Linked DNA regions of Gossypium hirsutum: region 2 is linked to region 1. A link is a contact called in public Hi-C data. All regions are on one chromosome and are shown on one strand. Each heading gives the region's core, a stretch centred on a gene start, on an enhancer-like site or on the middle of the called end of the contact. The rest is flanking DNA. Distances are from core to core; before and after follow the strand shown. Region 1 holds the start of LOC107886577. Region 2 holds the start of LOC107886614 (spermidine synthase 1).

Region 1 (3,923 bases), core at 915-3,414:
ACTTAAGTGGAATTTTGAGGCAAATCAGGATAAAATAAATGATAAAGAGGCTAAAATGTGATGCGCACAAAGGAGCAGAGATAAATTGGGAAAATATTCTCAAGCCCATTAAACGCTCCATTTTTTGGCAAATCGGAGGACTAAATTGAAAATAATTTAAAATTAAAAGGTATAACCTAAAAAATAAAAAAAAGAATGAAATTAGAACCGAATTAAAAATGGTTCAACAGAGGAAGGACCAGGGTCACAAATAAATCAATGCTACGAAAAAACGTAGATCCTAAGACAAATCGGGTTGGATCGTCGGGTCGGCTGAAACGACGCCGTTTCAAGTGCCCACCTCTTAAAATGGTCCAAGGACCAAAATGAAAATAAAATAAAATTAAGTGACAAAAGAAAAAAATAAAAAATAAGATAGGGCTAGATTGAAACAAGCCGCAAAAGCGGAAGGACCAAAGGCACAAATAGAGCCCCTGCATAAAAAACACGCGGATCTTGCGAGGATCGGGTAGGGCTTTCGGGTCACACCTCAAAACGATGCCGTTTTGACCCTCTATTTAAGTTAAAAATCCAAAAAAAAATTCATTTCATCAGTGTTTTGAAAAAAACCCCACTTCCTCTTTCTCTCTGTTTTCTCTCTGAAAGCATTTCAGAATCTGGCCACTAGTCCGGCAAGCCTCCACAATGGCCGCCGGTTGTCGGCGACGGCTTCGCCATCTACAGTGACCGAAAAATACAAAAAACCCCTTTTTGGTCGTTTCGGCTCCCTTAGCCTAAATTTGGGATTGGTTTTTCCCAAAAACCCACCGAATCGCAGAAATCTCGAAGAAACCTTTCGATTTTTGAGTTTAAAAAACTTCTTGTTAGAGCCATCTTTCATTGGAGATAGCGACCTCGGCCTCTCTCGATGGTGGAACGCAAATCGTCAGGTAAGTTCCTTCTTTTCCTCTTTATTTTATGTGTTTTTCTTATATTACATAAAAAATTCGAAAAATAAATAAAAGAAAAAAATAAATCACCTTTCTTGATTTTTTGATTGTTTTTTTGTATTTTTCTCTGTTGTTCAAAAAAAAAATTCCAATACAAATCCATTCTCTGTTGTTCAAATAAAAATTCCAATACATGAGCATAGTATTGAGTGTGGTAAGGTATACATCAATAAAGAAGCAATGATAAGTGAAATGACCAATAAAGATAAAACGGAGCTTAGTACATTAACATTACACCATAATAAATTAGGGGCTTTTTTAATTAAGTAGCCCAGATTATTTAAGAGACGATACAACTAATGAAGTTGTGAGTAAACTTTTAAAGAATGGAACTAGATATAATGACTCATAAATTAATCGGGAAGATAGTGATGGACCGACTCAATAAAAAAAAAAAGAAGATAATAAGGGTCTATAATTAAAATTAAGGAAAATAAAAACTCTTGAAGAGATTGTTAAAAACTAAAGAAAAAAAGAAAAGAGCAAATGGAGGAGAGAGTTGCATTCAACAGTTATCAAAAATAGAGAAAGTCTTTTATTGATTCTAATATTCAAACCATAAGAGATTTTTGTGCAAAAATTGTTCAAGGGCTAATGTAATCAACCCTTGGATAATGAAAATAGATATAAAAAATTTAAAATTAATGGAGAAAGTAGTGATTAGCCGACTTATAAAATAATTGAAAAGGATAAAGTTTTATAATTAAAATTAAGGAAAGTAAAAACTCTGATACACTTATTATCAGAAACTTGAGAAAAAATAGAGAGTTGTAAAGTTGTATTCATCGATTAATAAAAGTGAGAAATATGTGAATGAGTCTTTTATTAATTTCGATATTCAAAACTATAAAATGTAAATGAGGCAGAAAGTGTACATTAATACACTAGCGTTACACGTGACATGGCTCTCGTGCGTTTACCAAATAGCCAAATTTACAGAACTGGGCTTAAAGGCCCTTTTGAGCTGTAAGCCAAGTCCATTTCAAGAGTTAAATGAAACGCTGCGTGCGTTGAGCGAATAGCCAAATCACTAGCAAAAGCAGGTGAGGTGAGCATCCGGAAGCAAAACTTTTTTCCCAAATTTGTATAATTAAAAATCATTATGATAAGACGCCCCACCACATGACCGTTGCCCCAACGTTCCAAAAATTCCAAAATTTAAAAACCTTTGCTTTCCCAAACTCAAAACTTACCGTTCGCTAACGTCTTATCCTACCCCCAAAACAAACTCTCCTTCTTTCTTTCACTTCTTTTATGCCTTGAGATCTTTTTCAATTCAGGGAAGTTAGATTAGAGATTATGGCGGCATTGGCACCTGGGATTTTGCTGAAATTACTCAATGGGATGAACACTGGGGTGAAGCCAACTAGTGAACATAGGAGTTCGCTTTTGCAGGTCACTGATATTGTGCCGGCTGATCTTGATGAGAAGAACCTTTGGCCTAAACATGGCTTTTACATCAAGGTCTCCGATTCTTCGCATTCCATTTACGTTAGTCTTCCTTCAGACCAAGATGATTTTGTTCTTAGCAACAAAATGCAACTTGGGCAGTTCATTTATGTTGATAGATTGGAGCCTGGCTCTCCTGTTCCTGTTGTTAAAGGTGCAAAGCCCCTCCCTGGAAGGCATCCTTTAGTTGGGACACCCGAGCCTTTAATGGGTTTAAGAAGAAAAGGGGAGAAAAGTGAGCAAAAACAAGAGTCTAAGCTACATAGAAGAGGTTCTTGGGGCAAGGGTGTTAATGGGACTGATGAGATCTCTTCTCCTTTAGTTTTAAAGCCGGTACCTTTAGATTTTGATCAATGTACTCCGGTGAAAGAGCGGTCTAATCTGGTGAGAACTCCGATGATGTCTCCGATGATAAGAAGGGTAGGGAAAGATGGAAATGTTAGTGGTGGTATAAGGTGCTCTTTTGGTGGGGGATTGTTGGCAAAAATGATGGATACAAAAGGAGAAAGTCCAGCTTTGCTTAGAAAAAGCTGTGCTGCACCTTCCTCGGCTTCAAAGTTTCCAAGGAGCAAAAGTGTCATCGACCGGGAGCCTAGAATCCCAAACAGTCCTCTCATCTCAGCTGTAGGTACACTTTTTCCCCCTTTTTTTCCATTTAAAAATTTGCCATGTTTTTCTCCATATTAACTTTTTCAAGGGTGTTTTTTTGTCTTTGATTATACAATTCAAATTTCAGCCATTGCAGGAAAAGAAAAGTTCAACACCACCACCAAGTTTAAAGCGTGGAAGGGTGGCGGCTGCCCAACAACCAGAATCTCAGCTTGATAATAACTCAGCCATCGATAACAGCAAAAGTCTAACCATGAATTTGCCTGGGAAACTTGGCATTCTGGGCAAGGTGAGTTTAAGGCTCATGCTAACCATACTCAATTCTGTCAAGGGTTTTCGCTTAAATTTGACATTCGTGGTTCAACAGGAAGCTGTTCAGCAACGACAAACGGCTCAGAAGATTGCTCTTCAAGCACTAAGAGATGTCACTGCCACAGAGAATCTAGTTCGCTCTCTCAAGTATGTCCTTTCCTTTCCTTTAGTTTTTTTTTTTTTTGTTCTTTCCAATTTTGTTGTATGTTTAATAATTTTTGAGTTTATATACTTTGGCTGGTGATTGCAGGATGTTTTCCAACTTAAGCAAATCAGCAAAACCAGATGCTCCAGCAGCATGCTTCGATCAGTTTCTGGAATTTCACGCCCAAATTGTGCAGGCCTTGAGCGAGATAGCCTCCGTTCAAGCAGCTACTGGAATGTCACAAACCACAAAAACTGAAAAAAAGGATAAAAATGCTGAAGATGAGCCAGCAATCTTGAACGAAATTGGGCAGAATTCAATGGAGCAAAGCAAAAGGCGAACTGCATTGTACAAGTCAATTGCAGGGTTTCCGGAGAGAAGTGAACAAAAGAGGCTCCTAAGATCAAATTCCAACCCCA
Region 2 (3,923 bases), core at 569-3,068, 220 kb before region 1:
TATAGTAGCTGAAATATACCTTCTTAGGATTTGGAATGGAGCAAAGTGGAAGATGAGTGATCATTTCTTGATATGCACATTCATCTCTCTCTGTGAGCTGAATCACACCATCCAAAACAAGAACCTTCCCATATGTTGATGACTGCAAGAGTGCCGTGCTTCAAAAATTAAAAATTTAAAAGAAACTAAACAAGGAGAAAAAAGAAGCAAGATAAAATGGGACCATGAAATACCTGAAAGACCATAACATTCTGGTAATCAGACTTCCCTTGAAACAAGACCTTTTCAACCTTTAAGGAATGCGCCTCTCCTGCATATTTCATATAAAACAGAGCCACTAAAGATGTTTTTCTTCTCAGATACTAAATAAAAAGAAAGTATCATTTCAGTGAATTATTATGCTACTTCCTCCCTTACATCTTTCTTAATTTCAAGTAACCTACAAAGCCTACTGCATGGAAACCCCCGTGCACACTAAAAAGACCCTAACTTGCAAAAGTAACACCAGCCTCATACTCCACAACTTTCACAGTAACTACTATGAAAGAACCCATAAATCCAAGAATCAAAATTGGAAGCAATGGATTAACACATTGAATTATGAATGAATATAGATCAGACGTCGCTATTAAACTAATAGTACACACTCCCAAATAAGAAAAATACACACAAGTGACAACATGCAAGCAGTATGCACTTCGAGATGTCAATCATATAAACAAGCAAATGTGCACAAAGAAGCGTAAACGCTTAACATTCAATGAAAATGTAGTTAACTAGAAGTTAGACATATAAAAATAAAGCTTTTTTTTTCCTTTTCCTTTTTCACTATAAAGAATCACAAACAGACCCACTACACAAGCAGAAATGACAACCAAGTTACATGAGATGTCCAAAATAAAAACATCCTCAATATGGGAGATGGGACCATTTGAGAACCCCTTTTTTCCCTAAAGAAGAGCCAAAAACAGAAAATATCAGATAAGAACGCACATCAGAAGTGACGAATAAAAGGGGGAACGAAGTTGAAAAGAACCCAACCCATGAATTCAATCAAAATAAGTAACGCCCTTAGATGGAACCAATATCTTACACAATCAAAATAAGCACAATAAAATAAAATAAAATAAAATAATTTTTTTTTCATTCAAATCAGTTGAAAGCCAAATAAAAAGCACAGAAACTTGTTCACCCATAATCTAAAACAAATCTATAACCATAAAAAATATAAATAGATTAAAACATGCATCGAAAATCATAAAGGAAAAAAACCCAGATTTAAGAAAAAAGCCCTCTTTGGAATCGAAGCAGAGAAAGAAAAAAAAACAACACTTTACATTCTTTTCTCCAAAAGGAAACGTAAAGAAAAGATTAGGAGAAATAATGGGGAATTAGGAGAGTTGAAAAACGAACCAGGCCACATTGGGCTAATCTCAGAGAACCATCCAGGAATAACAGAGGAAATCCCATCAGCTTCCTTGGAAGTATTATTGGTATCAGCTTCCATTTCCATGGCAACAGCAGCAGCAGCAGAAGAGACCCCGTTTTCTTCGTCTTCCCTGGGCCTTTTAACGGGCAAATCAGCACAACTTACAGGGGCACCGCTCTCTTCTGCCATTGAGACACCTATTTGTTTCTGTTTTAGAAATACAAAAAAAATTGGGAAAAAAGACCTAAAAAGAATCGGAAAATAGAAAATCTCGGGTTGGCTGGATACAGGTCACTGAAAGATAAAAAGAGGCCACACTAGCTTGGTCTTTGGTCTTGCTTTATAGTAGCATCCAGACGCCTGTTGCTGTAAGGGCTGGGCTGTTTAGGCCTTCGCCAAATAATATATTAGTATAATATAAATTAAAAAGCAGAAAAAAAAAGAATATTTGAGGAAGAAAAATCAAAATTTCAATTTATATCGTCATATATGGATTACGAAGAATCTGCTTGCAAACGACGCGTCTTTTGTGTGTGGACTGAGATTGTGACTTGTGAAGTTGTGATTTTCTTCCTCCTTTTTACTTAATTAATAATTAGGGTCGGTTTGATAGGGGGAAAATATTTTTCGGAATTAATTTTCCCCATTTTTCAGTGTTTGATTGGAGGAAAATATTTTCCTCACGTAAAATCAATTACAAACACGGGAAAAAGAAGCTTTTAATTTTGGAAAATGTCTTACCGATTTGGAATTAGTAAGACATTTTCCGATTTTTCCAGCGTTCTCCCTTCTCTACACTCTTGTTCTCCCTTCTCCTCTCTACACCGATCTGGTTTCGTTCTCCCGTTCGTTCTCCCTTCTCCCTTTCGTTCTCCCTTGATTTGGTTTCGGGCTCCTTTTCCCCCTTGATTTCTTCTTCTTTTTATAAATTGATTTGGGGATTTTCTGCTTGTTTTTGTCTGAGATCTTGCTTGGGTTTTCTGCTAGTTTGGTTGTACTGTTTGGCTTGTCTTGGGCAGACTTTCTTCACAGACTTGCTTTAGAAAGGTATATTTTCTTCTCCATAGTTTTGTGAATCGGTTTCTTGTCCATAGTTAGAAAGATTTTGGCCCCTGTTTATGTTAAATGTCACCTCTGCTCTCACTGATCTGTGCGTGCTTTTTGTTTGATTTTAAGTGTATTTTTAGCAGATCGAAGCTTGTTTCGCTGTTTTTTATCAAAGTGTTTTTTTTCTTTTAATTTTCGGTTTTTGATCGAAATTCTGTGTTTTTCTGTTTGTTTGTCACTATCTCGTTTACTAACTGTTCATGCAATTCTTAAAGAGTATTATATCATAATGGATTCTTTTTAAGTCTCTGTTTGGTTGATAGGAAAATTCTAGAATTATATGAAAAAAGAAATGCAAATTTAAGTTTCGTTCAGAAAATGATTTCTACTTCGATTTTGTTTTATTATTCTGTTTTGCACGTTCTATTTCGTGCAATGCTTCATCGTATCCATATTATGTTACTCGTACTCAGATTTGTATATATGTATATGCATCTAATAATAATATGTTCAAAGAATTACAACATTTGATGTTGAAGAACAAGGAATTAGCTTCTTCATTTTCTTTTTTTTTTTTGGTTTAAGTGATTCTGTTTTAAGTATATGTTTTACCTTCTGCAGCCATTTCATATCTTTCAAGCCTTCCTTCCCAAAGCAGGCCAAGTCTTTGACTGGTTGTGAAAAGTGAAAGAAAAGCTGGTAAATGATTCTTGTTATGCTTTAAGTCTAGCATTACGTAAGCAGGGTTTGTGGTTCATGTTTTTAAGTATCTGCTTTACCTTTGTTCTCCAGAGTAGTTGAATATTTGTTTCACAGCTACATATATAGGAATTTGTGGTTCATGTTTTTAAGTATCTGTCTTACCTTCTGCTGCCATTTCATATCTTTCAAGCCTTCCCTCCCAAAGCAGGCCAAGGTGAGGATCTTTGACTGGTTGTGAGAAGTGAAAGAAAAGCTGGTAAATGAAACTTGCATTTGTGCCGTAGAGCCTCATTTGGAGGCATAGCTTTTAACACGCTCTTATATAGAAAATAGTCATAATTGAGCATAATGCAATTTCAGTTCAATATTTCATTTCATTTATCAAGGTTTTAGTTTCGTATATGGCGGTGCTGCATTGTTGATATTATCCCAATTAAGAGATATTATTCCAATGATGCTAAAAGAGAATGGGGTAGAGCTAACAAGAACAAATTCATAGCATGTGGATGGTTTTAAATAGTTGTGCAAACGTTTTGAGTGTAAAACTGCTTCATGATATGGTTGTGGAAAGATTGTGGGTTAAGCAAATGGCACAGTTTTTGTTTTAATGTAGTAGGTTGTACATTGGTTTTGGTTGCATTTCTTGGTGGATGCCGTTTGAATAATAAATTAGAATAACTAAATTTTTTCTTACACCGATTTTAATTTTGATTCGTATAGTATACACTGACTAAAAAATTTCACA

The links. Hi-C and Micro-C count contacts between places; a contact is called where the count stands out from the background.
Region 2: a contact with region 1 is called in a Hi-C map of leaf, with 2.5 times the contacts expected there. The contact joins the promoter of LOC107886614 here to the promoter of LOC107886577 in region 1. A contact is called at or near these places in 3 of 34 Hi-C or Micro-C datasets (all in leaf).

Annotation. Positions count from the first base shown.
Region 1 is chrA03:99,327,861-99,331,783 of Gossypium_hirsutum_v2.1, reverse strand. It overlaps LOC107886577, which reads left to right and starts at 2,164. Exons shown (of 4, transcript XM_016810578.2): 1 at 2,164-3,062; 2 at 3,184-3,336; 3 at 3,415-3,506; 4 at 3,610-3,923. The coding sequence starts at 2,289.
Region 2 is chrA03:99,549,390-99,553,312 of Gossypium_hirsutum_v2.1, reverse strand. It overlaps LOC107886614 (spermidine synthase 1), which reads right to left and starts at 1,818. Exons shown (of 9, transcript XM_016810639.2): 1 at 1,414-1,818; 2 at 234-310; 3 at 20-142. The coding sequence starts at 1,618. It overlaps LOC107886615 (a long non-coding RNA gene), which reads left to right and starts at 1,826. Exons shown (of 2, transcript XR_001680806.2): 1 at 1,826-2,476; 2 at 3,098-3,810.